Linked DNA regions of Sus scrofa: region 2 is linked to region 1. A link is a contact called in public Hi-C data. All regions are on one chromosome and are shown on one strand. Each heading gives the region's core, a stretch centred on a gene start, on an enhancer-like site or on the middle of the called end of the contact. The rest is flanking DNA. Distances are from core to core; before and after follow the strand shown.

The links. A called contact is a pair of places that touch in the nucleus more often than the background predicts.
Region 2: a contact with region 1 is called in a Hi-C map of omental adipose tissue, with 2.5 times the contacts expected there. The contact joins the enhancer-like site here to the promoter of PLXNA2 in region 1. A contact is called at or near these places in 1 of 5 promoter capture datasets (fetal skeletal muscle), 13 of 47 Hi-C or Micro-C datasets (alveolar macrophages, embryonic fibroblasts, epiblast stem cells and 10 more) and 2 of 2 datasets of contacts at active chromatin or transcription factors (alveolar macrophages and skeletal muscle).

What each region holds. Positions count from the first base shown.
Region 1 is chr9:134,583,197-134,586,865 of Sscrofa11.1, reverse strand. PLXNA2 (plexin-A2) reads right to left here and starts at 2,106. Exons shown (of 35, transcript XM_021063894.1): 1 at 1,979-2,106.
Region 2 is chr9:134,819,009-134,822,677 of Sscrofa11.1, reverse strand. The region is part of intron 2 of LOC102160111; the gene reads left to right. Among named protein-coding and RNA genes, the nearest start is that of CD34, 92 kb to the left of the region's middle. Within about 2 kb of position 1,582, at least 3 of the 83 cell types and tissues checked have an H3K27ac peak or open chromatin away from gene starts, as enhancers often do. A contact at or near this core is called in omental adipose tissue, where this site is marked.

The sequences.
Region 1 (3,669 bases), core at 857-3,356:
AGATGGGATCCCCTTGCCTGACTCGAGGTCCTGGGCTGAGGGGACCTTTCCAAACTCCACCACGTCCCATCCTGCTGCTCCTCGGCTGCAGCATCTCCACTGCACAGGGCTCCAAATGTCACTTCCATTTAATTGCAAGCCACTTTGCTCCATCCTAATGCAATTTGCCTGGGACAGTGAGGGAGCTGAGAGGGCAGCCTGCCCCGCCCTCCCTTTATGAACAGGTCCCCAAGAGGGTCAGCTGGAGGGCTGAGGGAGCACTGGCAGGGAGGGCAGGTCCCGGAGGAGGGAGGAGGGAGCGCTGGGATGAAGGCGGAGATGCCAGGTGGAAGAAGGGAAAAGCAACACAACCTCGCTGCTAGGGTGTCTTGACAGCCTCTTCTGAGTCTCCCTGGCTCCCTACTTTCCTCCTGACCCACCTCACCCCCCAGGCCAAGGAGGGGAGGTCACAGGTATTGAGTTCAAAAGGTGCCGGCAGGTGGGGGGGGGGTCAGAGGAGAGGGCTGCCAGCCTTCGAGGTGAATGCACGAAAGTTGTGTATTTCCATCAGGAATAGCTGAATTCCTCAGCCCCAGCTGTCTCTTCCAGGCCCGTGGCTCTGTGGAAGGCCCCAGAATCCAAAGCCTGCCCAGAGGGAAGCGTGAAGTTTCAAGGTCTGGGAAAGAAGCCCAGGAGGACAGGAGCCTGCTCTTGTGTGGGGAGGGGAGGCGGGAGCTCAGCCTGGCTCCTGCTCCCAGGAGGTCCAGCCCAGCCCAGCTGCCCATCTCCATCTGCTGTGCCCGAACTTTGTCCACTGTGCTCAGCAAGGAAGGGCGTGAGTGGGTGCCCACATTCCTGCGGGTTCCTCTGAGCTGCTGGGCCCCCAAACCAGGGCCTTAAAGGGGTCCTGTCTTCTGCCCCTTGCACATCCGCTCCTGGGATATGCAGTGGCATACACTAGGCTCTTAGATCCCCACAGGAGACCCAGGCTGACTTCCATGACCACTTCATGAGGCCCTTGTTTCTAGACGCAACTGACATGGAACCTCAAGTCCCCCACCCCACCCCCATTCTCTACCCTTCTGAGCTGAGTTGAAGTGGGCAGCTCCTCTGGGGCAAGGGTCAGGCCGAACAGGTGGCTAGTTGTCAGGGACCTGGAACAGCATTTTCTCACAACTCTCTCTTTGGTCAGCCAGCCCATGACTACCATATGGATCCAGGGACCTGTGGGATGGCTAAAAAGGGCTAGAATTTTCTAAGATCTCCATATCACTTCTGGGGTGGGGCAAGAAGCCCAAGGAGGGAAAGAGTCTAAAATGATTAATAAGGAGCTTCTGGGACCCTGGCCGAGCTCCTCCTTGGGCCCCCAGCCATCTCTGGAACCTCAAACCAGGGGATGGTGCAGATGGGGGCTTCACCAGAAGGAAGCGCAGAGGGGGGTATGGGGCACTTGTCCCATTCGCTGCCCTGGAATCTCTCCCCGGAGCCTCTGGAAGCTGCGCAAAGGGGACCTTCCCCTTGATTCCCAAGTCCCTGGCTCTGAAGGAACAGTCGGCGGCCTCCGGGGACTCCTGGACCAGCGTGAACGCCCCCACACCGAGCGCCGGCCACAGTGGCCCGGGCTCTCCCGCTCGTGCAGGGTCACCGAGACCCGCATCCGGCTGCAGCTCGTGGGACAGCCCCCCGCCCCCGGGGCCCCCGAGGCCCCCGGGGCCGCAGGGTGCCGGCAGGTGCGCCGCCCGCCCGCAGCCCGGCGGGGAAGCGGGGCGCCCGCGGGGAAGCCCGGGCGGGAGGCGGCGGCGGCGGCGGCGGCGAGTCCGCCCGCCCAGGCGCGCGCGCCGCGCTCCGGCCCGCGGAAAGTGGCCGACCCCGCGCGGGGACTCGCCCGCCGCGGCGGAGCCGGGGGCTCGGGGCCGAGACCCGCGGAGGCGGGCGCGCTTCGGGGGAGCGGGCGGAGGGCGCCGCGGACGCCGATCGCCCGGCCCCGGGCTCCGCTTACCCAGCTCGGCGACGTCGGTCTGTCCTTCCGTCCCCGGTGCGGCCGCTTTGGCCGCCGGCTGCCGAGGCCGGCGTGCGGTCCCTCTCGCCGCCAGCAGCTCGTGATCACCGAGACGACCAAACCCACATGGAGTCCAAATTCATTAAAATCCACGTCAAGCCAGCAGCCACTTATCTGTATTCCTGAAGTGGCCCCTCGGTCTCCGGTCCGCGCGCCCCTCAGTCCTCTGCCGCCCCGCAGCAGCCCCACCGGGCGCTGTCGCCGGCTCGCGGGGGGAACCGGGAGGCGCCGAGGGGGCGTGGGGGGTGGCTGGCGCTGTGTCTCCTTGGGAAGCAGCAAAGCCCCGGCCGTCTTCAGATTTTTCCAGCGCGACTTTCCGGGCTCCTCTGACATCAGCAATCGCGGCGCTTCCTTCCCTTCTCGCTCCCGGTCCGCTCACAGTCCCACTTCCTCCGGGAACCTGGCTCTCCGGATCTATTTCGAGGTTTGCTTCGCTCGCTCCGGCGCCCGCGTTCCCCGCCGCTCCCGAGCTCGCGGGCTCTCTCTCCGGATCGCCTGGCCTCCCGGCTGAAAAATTCCCAGCAACTGCGCTCCGCCGCCCTCCAGCTCCAGTCTGGCGCGGACGCCGCTCCGCCCGGCAGCTCAGGCTCCGGCCGGCGGGCGGCGGCGGCCGGCGGGCAGCGGCGGCGGCGGCAGAGCCCACAGCGCCGGCCTCCCTATATTACCATGCAGCTCATTATCATAGAGGCCGCGCGCGTTAACCCCTTCCTTGCTGGCCGCGCCTGCCCGGGCTGGGGCCGCGCCCGCCGCTGGCACCGCCCGCCGCAGCCAGCCCCTGCCCCCACCCCGCCCGCCCGGACTTCCTCCTCCGCCAGCTGTCAACAAAGGAGAATGAGGCTGGGCATCGGGAGGCGGCCCCGCTGCTTTCCTGCGCCCGGCTCAGCCCGGATCCACCGGCCACCTTAAGTGGCCGAGGGGGCAACAAAAATCCTGCCCGGGGCCTGGGATCCGGGTGGAGGCCTGGCAAGCCCAGCTGGCTAGGGCTCCGGTGCCGGAGCTCAGGACGCAGACAGAGCGGGTGAGGGCAGTGGGGACGTGGGCTTCCCCTCCTGGAGCACCACCTGTGCCCGCGCACATCCTGCACACCTCCCTCTTGGTCTTTAATTTGAGGGGTGCGTTGGGAGGTACCGGCCATGGCTGATGAGGTTAAGAAGGGGTTCTCGGAATACGTGCAGGCAAATTGCTTCTGCTCGTGAATCTCAAAAAGCCAACAAGCTGTCAAATGAGGTTTGAAGTTGTTGTTACTCATTCTAATTTTTATAAGGCAAAAATGAGCCCTGCTCTCAAGCTTCCAGCTCTATTAGGGATCGGGGGCATCTGGCAAGTGTGTGTGTGGGGGGGGGGCGGCAGGGACCAGTGGGAAGTTTTCTGTATCCGGACCCAGGGAGCCTGCCTGGCAAGGGAATCAGGGCAAGGGAATCAGAGCGGTGGCGGTAAAACTTATTTTAATAACCCAAAGTGAGAGGGGTCTGAATGTCGGATGGCAATGCCTCAGTGCCGACCATTGCTCCCGTGCCATGTAGAGTCTCGGTATCTCCGCAGCCTCTGGGCCTGGCTTTGCGAAAGAGGCTTGCAAGCTAGACCCCAGCGAGCTCGCAGGATCTGCGTAGTCCCTGCTCGCGATGAGAGCA
Region 2 (3,669 bases), core at 333-2,832, 240 kb before region 1:
TGGGAACTCCTAGACCTAAGCTCTTAGTTGCTGGACTTTATGGAGCCAGCCATGAGGCTAGAAAGCTGACCTTTGGTCAGTGACCCTGTTATCCAGCCCCAGGCTCAGGAATGGATGCAAATCTATTCTGCATTGAAAGGCTATACTCCAGAGTCTTAAAGATTCATCTGGAAGTGCATCTTAGTTTCTAACTTAAATCCAGCAATATCTCGAGTGAATTTTTTTAGGGTAGAATAAATCCTTGAAATATGTATTATTTATTCTACAAACTAATTATGGCCCCTGTGTGCTCAAATATTAGTAGTCATGCTGGTTCTTCTTTTGCTCTCATATCTCATACCCAGTTCTCATCAGGAAGATCTATCAGCTTCTCTTCCAAAATATATGCCGGCCCCAGCTTCTTTTTACCACGCCCCCTATTCCCGTCTTGGTCTAAGGCCCTGTCAGGGTTTGAGTTACTGTGACAGCCTCCGAGCTGGTCTTCCACAGCAGCTGGAGTGACCCCAGAAGACTATAAATTGGACGGTGTCCTGCCTCTGTCTCCTCCAGATAGAAGCCAAGTCGCCCCCCCATGACCTGGCGAACCCTACACCATCCAGCCCTCTGATGCCGTTTGCCACCCCTTCCCCCCCCTTTCCCTTTCTTGCTCTACTCAAGCCCCAAGGGCCTCCATGGAACTCCTTGAATGTGCGGCCAAGCTGTGCCTCTGAGCCTTTGCACTGGCTGATCCCTCTATCTGGAATGCCTTTCCCTCAGAAAACCTTGCAGCTTGCTCCCTCCTCTCCTTCAAACTCGTGCCCAAATGCCTCCTTCTCAAATGAGTCCTACCCTGTCACCCTATGTAAAATTACAACCTCCACCCCTCATCGTCCGTCTTCCTTCTCTCTTTTATTATTCTCCTCCCCAGCGCTTATCATTTTCTAGAACTTACATCATGTGCTTACTTAGCATGTTTGTTGTTTGTCTCCTCGCCCAGAAGCAAGCTCCCAGAGGGCAAAGCTTTCCTTGGCTTGATACACGGCTTGCTCCCCAGCAACCTGGAAACACGCCCCATGCCTCGGTAGGTACTTGCTCGTTAAAGGCGCAGTGTTGCTCCCTTGTCCCCAGGTGATGGCAGGCAGGGGGACCAACTGTCCTGGTCTGCCCAGGACTGACCTGGTTTGGGCGCTTAAAGTCCAGCATCTTGGAAAACCCTCCCATCCTGGCAAAAGGGGATGGATGGTCACGGGTGAAGAGTGTCGGGAGCAGGGGACAGCCCCCGCCCCCCACCGCGTGCCTGAGGCTGTCGCCCCAGCCTGGGCATCAGGAGGAGTCTACATCAGCACGGGATGGAGAATGGCACCATCTCAGAAAAAGCCTTTTGAGTTATGGAAATTGCAGCTTATTATGAAGGAGAAAGTGAGTTTCTATTTCCCTGTAAGTGGCACAGGAGTAGAAAAATGATTGTGTAATGATGTTTCAGTGGAACGATTATTTTCCCGAGACGGAACGACATGAAGTATCACTTTGATTACGCCCTGCCTCCTGATCCTGCCCCTCCGGCAGAGTTTAGTGGCCAATAAATCTTCCCGGAGCCTCCCTGACCTGTGGCTGCTCCCTCCACAGGGACTCCCCGCTGCCCGGTCCTCCCCGGCCCGGCTGACCCCTGCTTCTCCCAACTGTGCTTTAGGAGGATTAATCTGGGCCAGAGCTACGGTCGGAGGTGAAAGGAGACGGGGGCAGAGAGCGGGGGGCCGGTGGGGGCCCCGGGGGTGACCTTGAACCAGAGAGGCAGGCCTGCGTGGCACTGGGCAGGGGCTGCAGTGGAAAGACGGAGGGAGACATAGGGATCAGGACGCGACTGGAGAGGCAGCTCCGTGGGCTTGTTGGGGGTGACGGCAGAGGAGACGGATCCCTCAGAGGGTGAGGACGGGTCTGAAAAGCAGAAAAGCATAGCCGGGTTCACCCGCGCTGCGCGCCGAGGGGCCTTCCTCTTGCCCTGCGTGATTAAATCTCTGTATATACCGGGTTGTTTGTCCCTGGAGGCCATTTGAACCTGCTGCGGCAGCCGTAGCAAAGCCCCACAGGCTGGGTGGCTTTGACAATAGAATTTTTTTTTAGTACAGCATAGGTGGTTTTGCATGTTGTGTCAATTTCTGCTGCTCAGCAAAGTGACCCAGTCATGCATCTACATACGTCCCTTTTCTCATGACAATAGACATTTTTTTTCCAGCCTTCCATGGAAGCTGGAAGTCTGAGACCAAGGTGCTGGCTGCCAGGGTTTCTGGGAGAGCTCTCTTCCTGGCCTCCAGCCGGCCGCGCTGCCTCCTCACCAGGAAGAGAGACAGAAAGAGGTCTGGGGTCCTCCCTCTCATATAAAGACACCAGCTCTCTCAGATTTAAGCCCCCCACCGACCTCATTTTACCTTTATCACCTCCTCCCAGGCCCTGTGTCCAATCCCTTGGGCTTCAGGGACACAGGTATTCATCCCATCACACGCCCGATTGGAACTGGGTCTTCCTCTTGGACCCCAGAGAGGCAGTCCGGCAAAAGCTTGCTTGTAGCCAGAGGAGTATAGCCCATCCCCAGTCTCTCCCGAGAATTTTGCTTTGAGATTTTCAATGCTTAGAATCAGAATCACCAGCACAGGGATCTAAACCAGTGTTTTTCAGAGTTCCCGTTGTGGTTCAGTGGAAACTAACCTGACTAGTATCCATGAGGATGGGGGTTTGATCCCTGGCCCTCCTCAGTGGGTTAAGGATCCGGCATTGCCCTGAGCTGTAGGGCGCAGACGTGGCTCAGATCTGGCAGTGCTGTGCCTGTGGTACAGGCCTGCACATGTAGCTCCAATTCGACCCCTAGCCTTGGAACGTCCATGTGCTGTAGCTGCAGCCCTAAAAAAACAAAATATCAATCAATCAATTGATCAGTGGCTGTCAAAGTGTGGTCCCAGGACCAGCATATCATCTCCTGGGAACTAGTCAGAAATGCAAATCCTCAGGCCTCACCCCTGCCCCCTGACTCAGGGACTCCAGGCGTCCGTGTTTCGACAGACTCCCCGCCGCCACCCAGGGGAAACCCATTGCAGGTAGAGTTTAAGAATAATTGTGAATAAATGAAAGTCTCTCCCGAGAATTTCGCTTAGAGATTTTCGATGCTTAGAATCAGAATCACCAGCACAGGGATCTATGTACAATCGTTTGTGATAAAACATGATAGAAGATAATATGAGAAAAAGCACGTGTGTGTGTGTATATACATGTATATATGACTGGAGTGCTTTGTTGCACAGTAGGAATTGACGAAACTTTATAAATCAACTATAATAATTAAAAACAAACAAAGAAAAAACAATCAGAATCACCCGGAGAGCTTATAACAACACCGATTGTCCGGCCCATTGGTGGGGGTTTTGACCCGGGGGCCTGAGCTGAGGCTCCAGGGTCTGTATGTCTAATAAGCTCCCAGGGAGGCTGATGCTGCTGGCTCCGGAGCCACGGCCCTGGACACGCTCCTGGAAAGGCACTCACAACCACGGACTGAGTTTCAGAGTGCTCTCTGTCCCCTTCTCTCCGCCACACTTGACAGGGCCTTGCTTCCAGACCTGATGTTGCCTTGGGCCGCCACTTAGTCCCCAGCGTCCCGCACTGGGGGCCGCACTGGGGGCTGGGTGCCTGCCACTCCCAGGC